Regions from separate parts of the Zea mays genome. Here region 2 is linked to region 1. A link is a contact called in public Hi-C data. All regions are on one chromosome and are shown on one strand. The core of a region is the stretch at or near the end of the contact, and the rest is flanking DNA. Distances in the headings are between cores, read along the strand shown.

The links. Hi-C and Micro-C count contacts between places; a contact is called where the count stands out from the background.
Region 2: a contact with region 1 is called in a Hi-C map of leaf, with 2.4 times the contacts expected there. The contact joins the promoter of LOC100285217 here to the enhancer-like site in region 1. A contact is called at or near these places in 8 of 25 Hi-C or Micro-C datasets (bundle sheath, ear, endosperm and 3 more) and 1 of 3 datasets of contacts at active chromatin or transcription factors (seedling).

The regions. Positions count from the first base shown.
Region 1 is chr7:96,709,595-96,715,247 of Zm-B73-REFERENCE-NAM-5.0, reverse strand. No RefSeq gene overlaps it. Among protein-coding and RNA genes, the nearest start is that of LOC100285217, 48 kb to the left of the region's middle. Within about 2 kb of position 1,632, at least 17 of the 20 cell types and tissues checked have an H3K27ac peak or open chromatin away from gene starts, as enhancers often do. A contact at or near this core is called in bundle sheath, ear, endosperm and 4 more, where this site is marked.
Region 2 is chr7:96,756,431-96,762,174 of Zm-B73-REFERENCE-NAM-5.0, reverse strand. It overlaps LOC100285217 (WRKY74 - superfamily of TFs having WRKY and zinc finger domains), which reads right to left and starts at 2,235. Exons shown (of 2, transcript NM_001413656.1): 1 at 1,735-2,235; 2 at 153-1,619. The coding sequence starts at 1,985. The coding sequence ends at 1,043.

The DNA.
Region 1 (5,653 bases), core at 383-2,882:
CTGCAATGTGGGGGTATTTCGAATGAAAGGAAATCACAGATGCTATACTAAACAAGTAAGTGCATCCACGTTTCCAGGGTATTTCCATAATTTCCGAACCCGTACCGATAATGTAGCAATTTACATGTAATCCAAATATCCCTAACTCACTATTTACGCACAATGACTCAATGTTTTATGCCAAACGTTATATAATATATACGCAACATCTATAGCGTAACTATTTTATGCCATATCTTTTAACATCTTATTCGATATTATATTTACCTGCCGCCATTATGCTCCATGCAAGATCCATAAATTCCGCGCCCACGTTTCAGAGTAACCACGTTTGCATGAGGAATCTAATCCCTATAATTCCGCCCACTACCATATGTTTACCGCCTTGCCGTTACGAACCGAGTCACGGCACCGTCGGTCCTGCATGTTATCTGTCTTGTCTCCATCATACACACGCACGTTCGGTTCAGCGGACCAGACCCCTGTTACCGACCCGGGCTCTCTTTAATATTCGAAGCCCAGAGCTCCCGTTATACCTGCCATATATATATATATATATATATATATATATATATATATATATATATATATATATATATATATATATATATATATATATATTGTGAGTGTGTCATCTTTTTTTAAAAAAATCCCGCATAGAACAGACGAAAAATGAAAAAGAGCCCTAGTGGTGGTACTCCATCTATCATATTGTTAGCTACTACCAGCTGATGTGTGATTGTCATCGAAAAAAAAATTACTACTTCCCTGCTTGTTTTCTCTGGACACCCGGCCGCCACTGATAATTAGCGGCGCAACCAGTTACGTTCTGTTGAGAAGCAGCTACAAATCCATGCATGCATCCGCCACTAGCTAGCTAGGAGGGGAGTTGGTACGTACGATACAGTATTCCAAGGAAATTATTAGTGGTGGATGCTCTGAATTTTAAACAAAGCTAAAGATGGATCGATCTAATTAATCTATATTCACGCGGCTTCGTCATTCTTCGGTCGCGCGTCCGTGATGACGACGACAGCATCGGGTTGTGACTGCTGCAGGGTAGTGCTGGGAATCTGGGCTGGGTTTTTTGGGCCAGCACGAGCACGGTCCGAAAATAAGAGCCCAAAGCACGGCTCGGCACGAAATAATATGGGCCGGGCTAGCACGGTCCGAAGGCGGGTCTGAGTCGAGCCTCAAATTCCGACCCGTTGGGCCCCCAGTACGGCCCGCATAGATGGGCCGGACTTGGGACGGCACGGCCCAATTAAGCCTAATCTATTTAATTTCTTTAATTTAGTAAGATATTAACTTTATATTGTTGTTATATTTGGAGTTTATGTGGTTAAATGATGTTATAATTGTTTAATATTTTTAATTTAGTAAGCTATGAACTTTATATGGTTATAATATTTCTATTTTATGTGGTCAAATATACGGGACGGGCTTGGGCCGGCACGGCCCAACGAAGGCACGACGTGGTTTAGGGCTGGGCCGGACCACTGTTTTTACACTTCGGGATGGCATGGCACGGCCCAAAAATTGTTTAGGCTTTCCTGGCCCGAACCCGTTTGATACGAAGCACGACGGGCTTGGACCGAGCTGGCCCGGCTTGGCCCAATTCTCAGCACTACTGCAGCTGCAGGAGATCGTCGTAACGACAAACACACTGACAGATGATCGATCGACGTACGCACACGTACTGTGTGCTTCCAACTTCGCAGGCTTTTTTCCGTCACCGCTGAAAAGTATCACTTGGGGCTGCGCCTGTGCGCGAAAAAAAACGTCGAGCTGCGGACTGTGACGACGACGCGGCCGGCGACCGGGCAAAAAAGAAATGCAAATCCAAAGCATGCATGCGCCAGCGACGTTTATGTGATCATGCTCCGCCAAATTAGCTTGCTGCTTAATTGGACACCACACCGTGTGGCGCCCGGCTTCTTCCTCCTGTCCCGTCGCTTGCAAGGGGAAAACAGCACGCGCGATCCCATCCATCCATCCATGTAAAAATAAACCTAGCTAGCTCGTGGGATGTGCTCAAGTGCGTGCGTGCATGGATGCATGCATGCCTGCCGCCGGAAAGGTGGATCCGTCGGTCTTTTATGTGTGGACCGGCGAAATTACTACTAGCTCGGCCCGGCCGGTCTCCATTGATTAATTGTGGGGCGCTGGGCCTCATCACTGGGCTGGCCGGGGGACAGGACTTGGTCTCTCCAAAACGATGGATCCACGACGGAGACCGCCGGTATGGCGTGTATGACCCACCCACACTGATTGATTTGGAAACCAAAGCATGAGAAATAGACTGCATACACAACATGAGAACGGATCAGCTGCAAGTAATTAGTGCAAACCGTGTGCAAGCAGTTATTGTTAGGAATTTTAGGCATTTTTATTTTAGACTTCCACCACCGAAATTTGGCTCTTTGCCGAGTGCCAAATATTTTGTCGAGTGTTTTTTTTGAGCACTCGGCAAAGTAGCTACACAAAAAAACTCTCGATAAAAAAATACTCGGCGAAGAAGCTCTTTGACGAGTGTTTTATTTTTGACACTCGGTAAAGAGCTTCTTTGCCGAGTGTCAAAAATATAACACTCGACAAAGAGCTCTTTGCCGAGTGTTTTTTTTTCAACACTAAGCAAAGACAATTTAAAAATCACATTTTAAAGAAGTAAATTAATTCAAATGAAAAAGTTTTCAACTACAAATTTGTATAACTCATCATGATGTACAATTTATATTTTGAACATTTCTTTATATGACAAAATAAAAATAAATTTGTTCATAAAACATATATATTTCTCGTAGTTTATGAAACTACGAGAGAGATGTATAAGATTTGTGCATATTGTTAGAACCATCATGTGAGATGAACAAATGACAAACAACCAAAATAAACTTTGTAGATCTTGAGAAGTTATAGAATTTTGTAGTTGGCAACTGTTTCATTTGAAGTCATCTTGTCAACGAAAATTAGATCTAAATTTAAAAAATTAAAATTTTGAATTTTAAAAACGACCTTGAAAGAAAAAACCACCAACATGAAAGTTGTAGTCATTGAAGAGTTATGAAATTTTGTAGTTGACAATATTTTGGTTTGAAATCATCTTGTCAGGCAAAACTATGTTTGAATTTTCAAATTTGAATTTTCCAAACTAACTCGAATGAAAAAATCATCAAAATAAAAGTTGTAGATCTTGAAATGTAATGAAACTTTGTAATTGACAATTTTTTGCTTTGAAATCATCTTATCATTGAAAAATTTGTGTGAAGTTTTTAAATTTGAAATTCAAATTTTGTAAACAACCTTGGATGTAGAAACTATCAAAATAGAACTTGTAGATCTCGAAAAATTATGCAACTTTATAGTTGGTCACATTTTCAAATGAATTCATTTAGTGCCTTAAAATAATCAAATTACTCTCGATTGGTTATAGTACATGAGGAATGAAAACGTAATATAGACATAATTGATGTAGTAGTGTAGTGGTAAAGGAGGGTATGCGCGAGAGAGATGTTGCGAGTTCGAATCTCACCATTCACAAAACATGTAAATTTGATTCAAAATAATAGTGAAAAATGATGTTGCGAGTTCGAATCTCACCATTCACAAAACATGTAAATTTGATTCAAAATAATAGTGAAAAATGATTAGGACGTGTGTATTGTAATATGGTAATATAGGTAGTGGTTGGAGAGTTGTTTCTATAATTTTAAAAATGTTTTGTTGTTTTTTGGGGGTTTTCGATTTTTAATTTGTCGAGTGCTTTTCGACACTCGGAAAAAAGTACTCGGCAAAGAACCTTTTGTCGATAAAATATTTGCCGAGTGTAAAATAGCCTTTGCCGAGTGTCTTAGACACTCGACAAAGAACGCGATTCCGGTAGTGTTCGTCTAGAAATAGCATGTAAGATTTTTTATGCTACTTGCAACATATAGTACCAATGAAGAATTAAGATACCGATCAGTAGATAAACAACCCACAGAAGGTTTATGATGTACTCGGCACAGGGACCCATGATTAAAGCACCGGTTGCTCCAATCGCACGATATAGTGCGTTGTTCGACGTCGTCGATTGGGGCTCGATGCAGGTCCATGTACGCAATATAGTCCCTCGAATGTCTTCCAGAAAGAAGACTAGCAGCAACACTCCATCAAGAAGACGTCAATGGCACGACAACGTTCTCCGAAAAGAAGATGGACACCATCGATGAGCAGTCCTGACGGCACTCCCCAAAAACCTAATCACCCGCGCACCCGGCAGATGTCTCACTCGGTGGACGGTGGTTTTGGAGGTATGCTCTCCCAACTCTCCGTGCATGTAGAGATTTGGGACGGGGAAGACTCGAGAGACAACTCAACCATGAAAATAGAGTGAAAACAACGGGAGTATATTTTCCATGTACGCGATTGAAGAGTTATGTGCTCTTATAAAGGCGTAAGAGCAGATGAAGAGGTGCTATCAAATAGGTTGATGGTAGCCATCACTGTCCATTATGGTCATAAAAATGACCGTTAATAGTAACTCCTACCATCAAAATTATTGTTGCTGGTAACTTACTAAGTCATAAGTTAGCAGCCATAATTCACCCACTTGCCACTATCGGATTGACATTCTTTGTTGAGTGTCCCAAACACTCGGTAATGCCTTTTTTACACTCGTCAAATATTTTGTTGACATATGGTTCTTTACCGAGTACTTTATTCTGCACTCGACAAAGACTTTAACGAGTGTAAAAAAACACTCGGCAAATTAAGAACCGGAAAAAATCCAAAAAAATAGCAAAACTTTTTTTAAAATTAGGGGAACAACCCCCTATAAATTTCAAAAAACAGCAAACCTTTTTAAAATTAGGGAAACAACCCCAAAGCATTACACCACTATATCACTTGTGTCTATTTTACGTTTTCCTTCTTCATGTATTATAACAAACTGAGAGTAAATTGATTATTTAAGGCACTAAATGAATTTAAATGAAAATGTTGCCAACTATAAAGTGGCATAACTTTTCAAGATCTACAACTTTCATATTGATAATTTCTTCATCTGTGGTCGTTTACAAAATTTGAGTTTCAAATTTAAAAATTCAATCATATTTCTATGACAAGATGATTTCAAATAAAAAAAGGACAATTGTAAAGTTTCATAACATCTCAAGACCTACAACTTTTATTTTGGTGGTTTTTCCATCCGAGGTCGTTTGAAAATTTCGAATTTTAAAATTCAAACAAAATTTTGCATGCTAAGATGATTTCAAACCAAAATGTTGTAAAATACAAAGTTTCATAACTTTTTAAGACCTACAACTTTCATTCGGGTGGTTTTTCCATTTGAGGTCGTTTTGAAAATTCGAAATTTAAATTTATAAAATTCAGACGTAGTTTTCATTGACAAGATGGCTTAAAATCAAAACGTTGTCAACTACAAAATTCTATAAGTTCTCAAGATCTACAAAGTTTATATTGGTTGTTTGGTCATTTATTTATCCCACATGTTGGTTCTAACATTATTCACAAATCTTATACATCTCTCTTATAGTTTCATAAACTAAGAGATAGTTTTATGAACAAATTTACTTTTATTTTGTCATATGAAGGAATGCCCAAAATATAAATTGTACATCTTGATGATTTATACAAATTTGTAGTAGAAAAC
Region 2 (5,744 bases), core at 986-3,485, 46 kb before region 1:
GGATATGCAAGAGCGCCGCCGAATCATCGTCCTGTACCTGGAATTGAGGCATTTTACTTGGTAGTGTTTCAATTTTTACCAATTCACGCACAGTGCTAAACGAACTCTGGTGAATGTAGTCAGTACTTAAGTACTAACTAATTATACATGATTGAATATTCATGAGCTAATCAGATTAAATATCACGCAAACTTAAGCTGCACTGTTATACGTTGGAAAAATGTTTAAATTCACGAGAAACTCACATGTTTAGCTGAACTGACAGCACTATTACGAAATTGTTTTCCTTGCAAACCCTCGACCGAAGAAAAAGAGAGAGAGAGATGGGACATTCAATATTCTCACACCCTAAGGTTTACAACGGGACGGGCCGAGGAAGAACATGTGTTCTTCCCTGCTCTGCCCCTGGACAAACGGCAGAGAGCAACTCATGGTAACAGCTGCCTCAGATTCCCATTCCCTAGCGTTCATCGGTTACATTACATCCAGCAGATCACGCTAAGAAGCTTGAGACATAGATGTCGAGGTCCTCGAGAAACTCGCCGTCGGCTCTGTCGATCGCTGACATGACTTCCTCGAACTCGAACTGCGCGGCAGCGGCGGCGGCGACCTCGAAAGGCGGGAAAGAGACGACGTGGTTGGAGTCCGAGGTCGCCGGGGACACGCCCCAGTTCTCGGACGTGGACGGTGCGGAGAAGGGGCTGCGCTCCGGCACAAGGCACGCCGGCGTGGAGGAGAAGAGAAAGGGCGTGGGCGCGTCCTCCCAGCCCCGCCGCTGCTGCTCTGGCTCCAGGGCCGGCCCCTCGGTCTTCACCATGAGGTTGGCGTCGTACTCCGGCGCCTGCGCGTCCGCGGCAGCCTGACGACCCGCCGTCGCTGCCGCCCTCTGGCTCTGAACGCAGGTGTGGTCGCCGAGGTAGACGACGTCGAAGAAGGCCGGGTCCTCGTCGGTGCGCTGCACTTGCTTCGTCGCCGCACATCCCTGAGAGCTCTTGTGCGTGCAGCGGTAGTAGCCCCTGGAAATTTCGCACGGTGGATCATGTCAGGTCCGGGCAGGTAGGTCAGGCAGGCCCATGAGATTTTGCTTGTGAGCTCCGGCATCTTGTTTGTTAGGGGAAAAAAGAGGAGGAGGAGGAGGAGGAGGAGAAGGAGAAGAGAGAATTTTCTTGTGCATCCAGAGCAAGATTCGCACGATATGATGAATCCCTGTTCGCCCCCGACATCGGACAAAAAGTGGAGGCCAGCCAAACAATTGCAAAACAAGACAAGCAAAAAGAGGCTGTACTGACATTTCCACCAGGACAATACTAGCTGCAGCCCCGCCATGGAAAGAAGACAAAGAAAGCAGAGGCAAAATGATTTCGATTCCACTTGCGAAGTTGCGATAAGAACACGTGCAGATGAGATTGGGCTGTGGAGTGTGGAAAAGATGAAGGAGGGGGGAAAAAAATCTTCTGATAGCACAGCATGTGTCAAGTGGGCACCTTGGGTGCTTGGCTCCAAGGATCTCCTTCTGGCCGTACTTCCTCCAGCTGTAGCCGTCGTCGGCCGGATGGTCGCCGCCGCCGCCTCCGGCCGAGCCCACCCTCACCTCATGCCTCTTCTTGTCCATCCTCTTCCTGCAAAGTAAATCAATAGTTTAAACTTTAAAGCCACTTGGCTTGAGAGACCCAATAATTCGTTAAGAAGGTTTATGTATGGTAATCAGGAAGGTCGTCGATGGGATGATGATACCTTTTCTTGGTAGTAGCCCTGATGAAGGGCGGCGCGTCAGAGGCGCCGCCGTGGGGGCTTGATGAGGTGGCGGTGATGAGCAGGCTGATGGAGCGGTCGGTGATGGAGGAGATCTGCGAGGCGAGGTGCTTGCAGAGGTCCGGCGAGGAGCCGCCGAGGTGCCCCTCCAGCTGCATCGCCAGCTCCTTGAGGTGGCCCAGCTCCGTCACCACCAGCCGGCTGCCTCCATTGCCGTCGATAACGCTGGCCATCGATCGATCGACCGACCGACCTATTCTGTCTGTGTTGCTGGCTAGCTGCAGGAGCAGGTTCGGATATGGCAGGGCAGGACTCTGGGCGGCCGCCGGGTGATCGATGGCGTTAGTTGGCGATGTGTGGCAACGGTGCTGCGAAACTGGAGGCACCGCAGGAGTAGGACTGCGTCGCGGCAGCTGCTGGGAGAAGAGAAGAGGCAATTGGGGGAGGTGGTGGGTGGCTGGGTTGTGGTGTGTGTGACCGTGTGAGGGAGTGAGGCGAGCTGCCCCTTATTTATAACTAGGTAAGTATCCGTGCGTTGCAACGGAAAAAAATAGTGTAACAATAACATATATATGGCTATATGTTGTGTTGTTAATTAAAATTAAGTTGCATCTGGACTTTGTAGTGACAATTGGTTGTAACCTTGAAGGCTGAAAATTGATGTTGTTCTTGATCCTAACCATGCTCCAAACTTGCTTGCCAGGTTTATTTGTAAGTTCAAAATTATAGACCAAAATTAGGTGAAAAGACCATCTGAATGGAAATTTTCTTTTCCCAGTAAACTGCATATTTGCCTTCGCCTACCTATCCATTGTTTTAATCTCTATATAAGAACAGTCATGCGAAGTTTGTCTATTAAAAAATCCATCGCTATAATAACAATACCTTTTTTGCTGCTTTAGCATTATTATCCATCAATCCTTCAATTCGGTGTTGTATCTTGATGCCTGAGGGTAGAAAGAACGATCTTCGTTGCACCCAGTAGTCTTGATTGAAAGAAGTGTATACTGCTGCACTTCTCAGAATTTATGGACATTTCTCTGAACCTGAACCTAAAAAACATAGTTGATCATTATTGAGAACAAATGGCATATCAGAATTGTTGCTACCCTATTATTTAAGCATAATGACGTAGTCACATGGATGCAACTTGCGAGCCGATTTTGAGCCAAGCCAAGCCTACTCCTTCAACTCGTTGAGTGGAGACGACAGTGGTTTCTAGGCGAGCGGACGATGCGAGCGCAGGTGGCGGCGACTGGTTGGGGGCCGGAAGACGCGGACATGCGAGGGGACCGGGCGGAAGACACAGACGATGGCGTTTTCTAGGCAAACGGGTGAGGGTATCGAGTGCAGGTCGATTAGGAAGAAATGCATGGGGTTTTCTATAAAAGGATGATGCATGACGACCGCTAAACCGTCGTTGGATTTCTATGCACTTAAAGAGAATTAATCCACGTAAGCTTCATAATAAACAGTAATGCATAGAAAAATAATATGTTTCTAAAATTCTAAACCATCGTTGGATGATCTAGAACAAAAATAGATGTTTCTGTTCAAAAATGTGGTAACAATATTTAACATTGGTTAAAATATTCAATTATCACAAAATTTCTGAATTCTATGCAATTTAAACAATAATTAATCCACGTTGGTTTCATAATCAACTGAAAATTGCATAAAATCAATAAAGTACCAAAGTACGCAGCGGAATAAAATAGTCCATAAATTCTCTGTAATTTGTTAGATTTAAAAAAAATATTTCTGATTTTTCTGAATTTTATGTACTATTTTTCTGATTTCTTTTCAGTTTTCACTATTTCCAGGAATAATAATAAAAAATCGCTGGAAAAAAATTGCTGGCCATGTAGCCCAGCCACGCACTGGCGACCCATGGGAGGAGAGGGCGCGCGCGCCTGGGACCAGTAGACGGCAGCCCAACACAGCTGGGAGAGGGCGGTGCCCACCTAAGTCGCAACCTGGAGCTGGGCTGCGCATTTGGCCCACGCAGCGTCCCCTTCCCTTTAATTGATCTCAGCCATCAGTGCCGATCCGATAGTCCAGATTCATCTCAGTGTTCTATATAATGCGGAATAATCGGCCAGGGACTAAGCCCTAGTTTATTTGCTCCATTCACCCAGCCGCCTCTCAACACATTGCCTGTAGCCGAACCCACCCGCCGTAGGGAGCATGCCGACCGCGCCTGCTACTTGCTGTTCATTCTGGCCGCATGGCCATTGCCACAGGCACTTGGCTGCATGGTCATCTCTATCTGATTTTGTTCTTTTTTATTTCTTGGTTCTAGCCTTGACGAACGTCCAGCATGCCTCCTCTGTGTTATATTTTTTTCAGCCGCACAAGAACAGCTCTCTGTTTATCGATCTGTCTCTCTTCCTTCTCTCTCTGCGAGTTCGCCTGTCTCTGTTTTTCAGCCGCCTCTGCACTAAAAAAAACGACCGAAACTTCATGAGCACTGGCCCCGCAGACCCTGCCGCCAGCTAGCTCATCCCTTCGGGCGGGTGAGCTGCTGTCGGCCGGGAACTGACGGCGGTCCGAGCACGACAGCTCGGGAGTGGGTAAGACGAGTCGGTCTCTTGACCGTCTTTAACTTTTAAAAACTCGGATCTAGTCCTCATTTACTCGAATCCCTTACTGTGTGAATGAATGTATGAGATGGATGTAATGTAATATTCGGGATCGAGTTATGAGTTGATAAAACATAGATCCATGGCCTTGCGTTATTTTCTGTGATGATTTTCTGTACCTTTGACTAAAAACCAATCTATGGATTATATTGATAGTGCTCTGTACACTTAATCCATGCGTGGTTTCTGTTTCTTATTGACTGTTTCTTGGCCGTGAATTTAAAAAAAAATCCGAGCCTTGAGATCTCTGTTGACCCGGTTTAGAACCTTTTAGGGTTAGGTTATTAAACTCTAACCCTAAAATGTCGATCTTTTTTGCTATCTCAAATTTGATGGGTTTGGCCGAGACTAAGTCTCTCATTGGCCGAAAACGCTAGATTTAGTTTTATGTAAACCCTAACTCGAGAGTTCTAAGATTCTTTGTATTCTATTCTAATCTCTCTATTTTCGGGTCATGAACTATGATAAAAAAATGAGTTCAATCACATTTATCTGAGACCTTTCTGTTATCTCATAAAACTGATTCGGATTAGGAGATGGGTCTGAGAATGCCTAGAAATAGATAAAAGCTCCTTCGTGTAGCAGGAAAGAACATGAGTGCTATTGTGCTATTGGTTAGAAGGGATGAGTTGTGTTTGCTGTATATGTTGGTCAGAGTTCGATCACTATGTGGCGTATTTTTTGGCTATTTTAATGGCTGGATGGCTGTTGGCAGAACCAGACGAATGGGAAAGGCAAAGGGATAGGAGCTGGGAATGGGGTCAGTTGGGAATGAAGCAAACACACAGGAGTTGGGAATGAAAACAGAGTTGGGAATGGGAACTGTTGGGAATGAAAACGGAGTTGGGAATGGGAATGGCAGAACCAGGAATGGGGCAGCTTACCCCTTGCGTTCTTAATTAGTAGTATAGATAACGGACGGAAAAAAAAACAAGGGTACCCGTTACTTTCGTCTTGGGGAGGGGACGTGGGGCGGGGGTGCCTGTTGCGAGTGCAACAGGATCGTTTGGCTAGACTGGTCGGATCCGGATCGATCCAGCCGCCCCCGTAACACGTCTTCATGCATGCTGCCGAGTGCAAAACGTCCAAGAAATAAAAGCGGTCCCCTACCCTAACCCTACCATGTAGCATGCGCGATCGAGAAAAAAGCAGCAGTAGCAGCAGCGCAGCTTCCTCGGACGCTTCATTGTTCGATTGTCTATCCAGAATCTCGGACACTTCCTTTCGTTGAGAGTTATGGCTTGGTGGTGTTGGCGCCGGCGATCTAGACGCCAATCATTGATGATATAACACCTGTCGGTGATCTCCGGTGATCTCTGCGACGGCACGGACGGTCTGTGGATATGGACC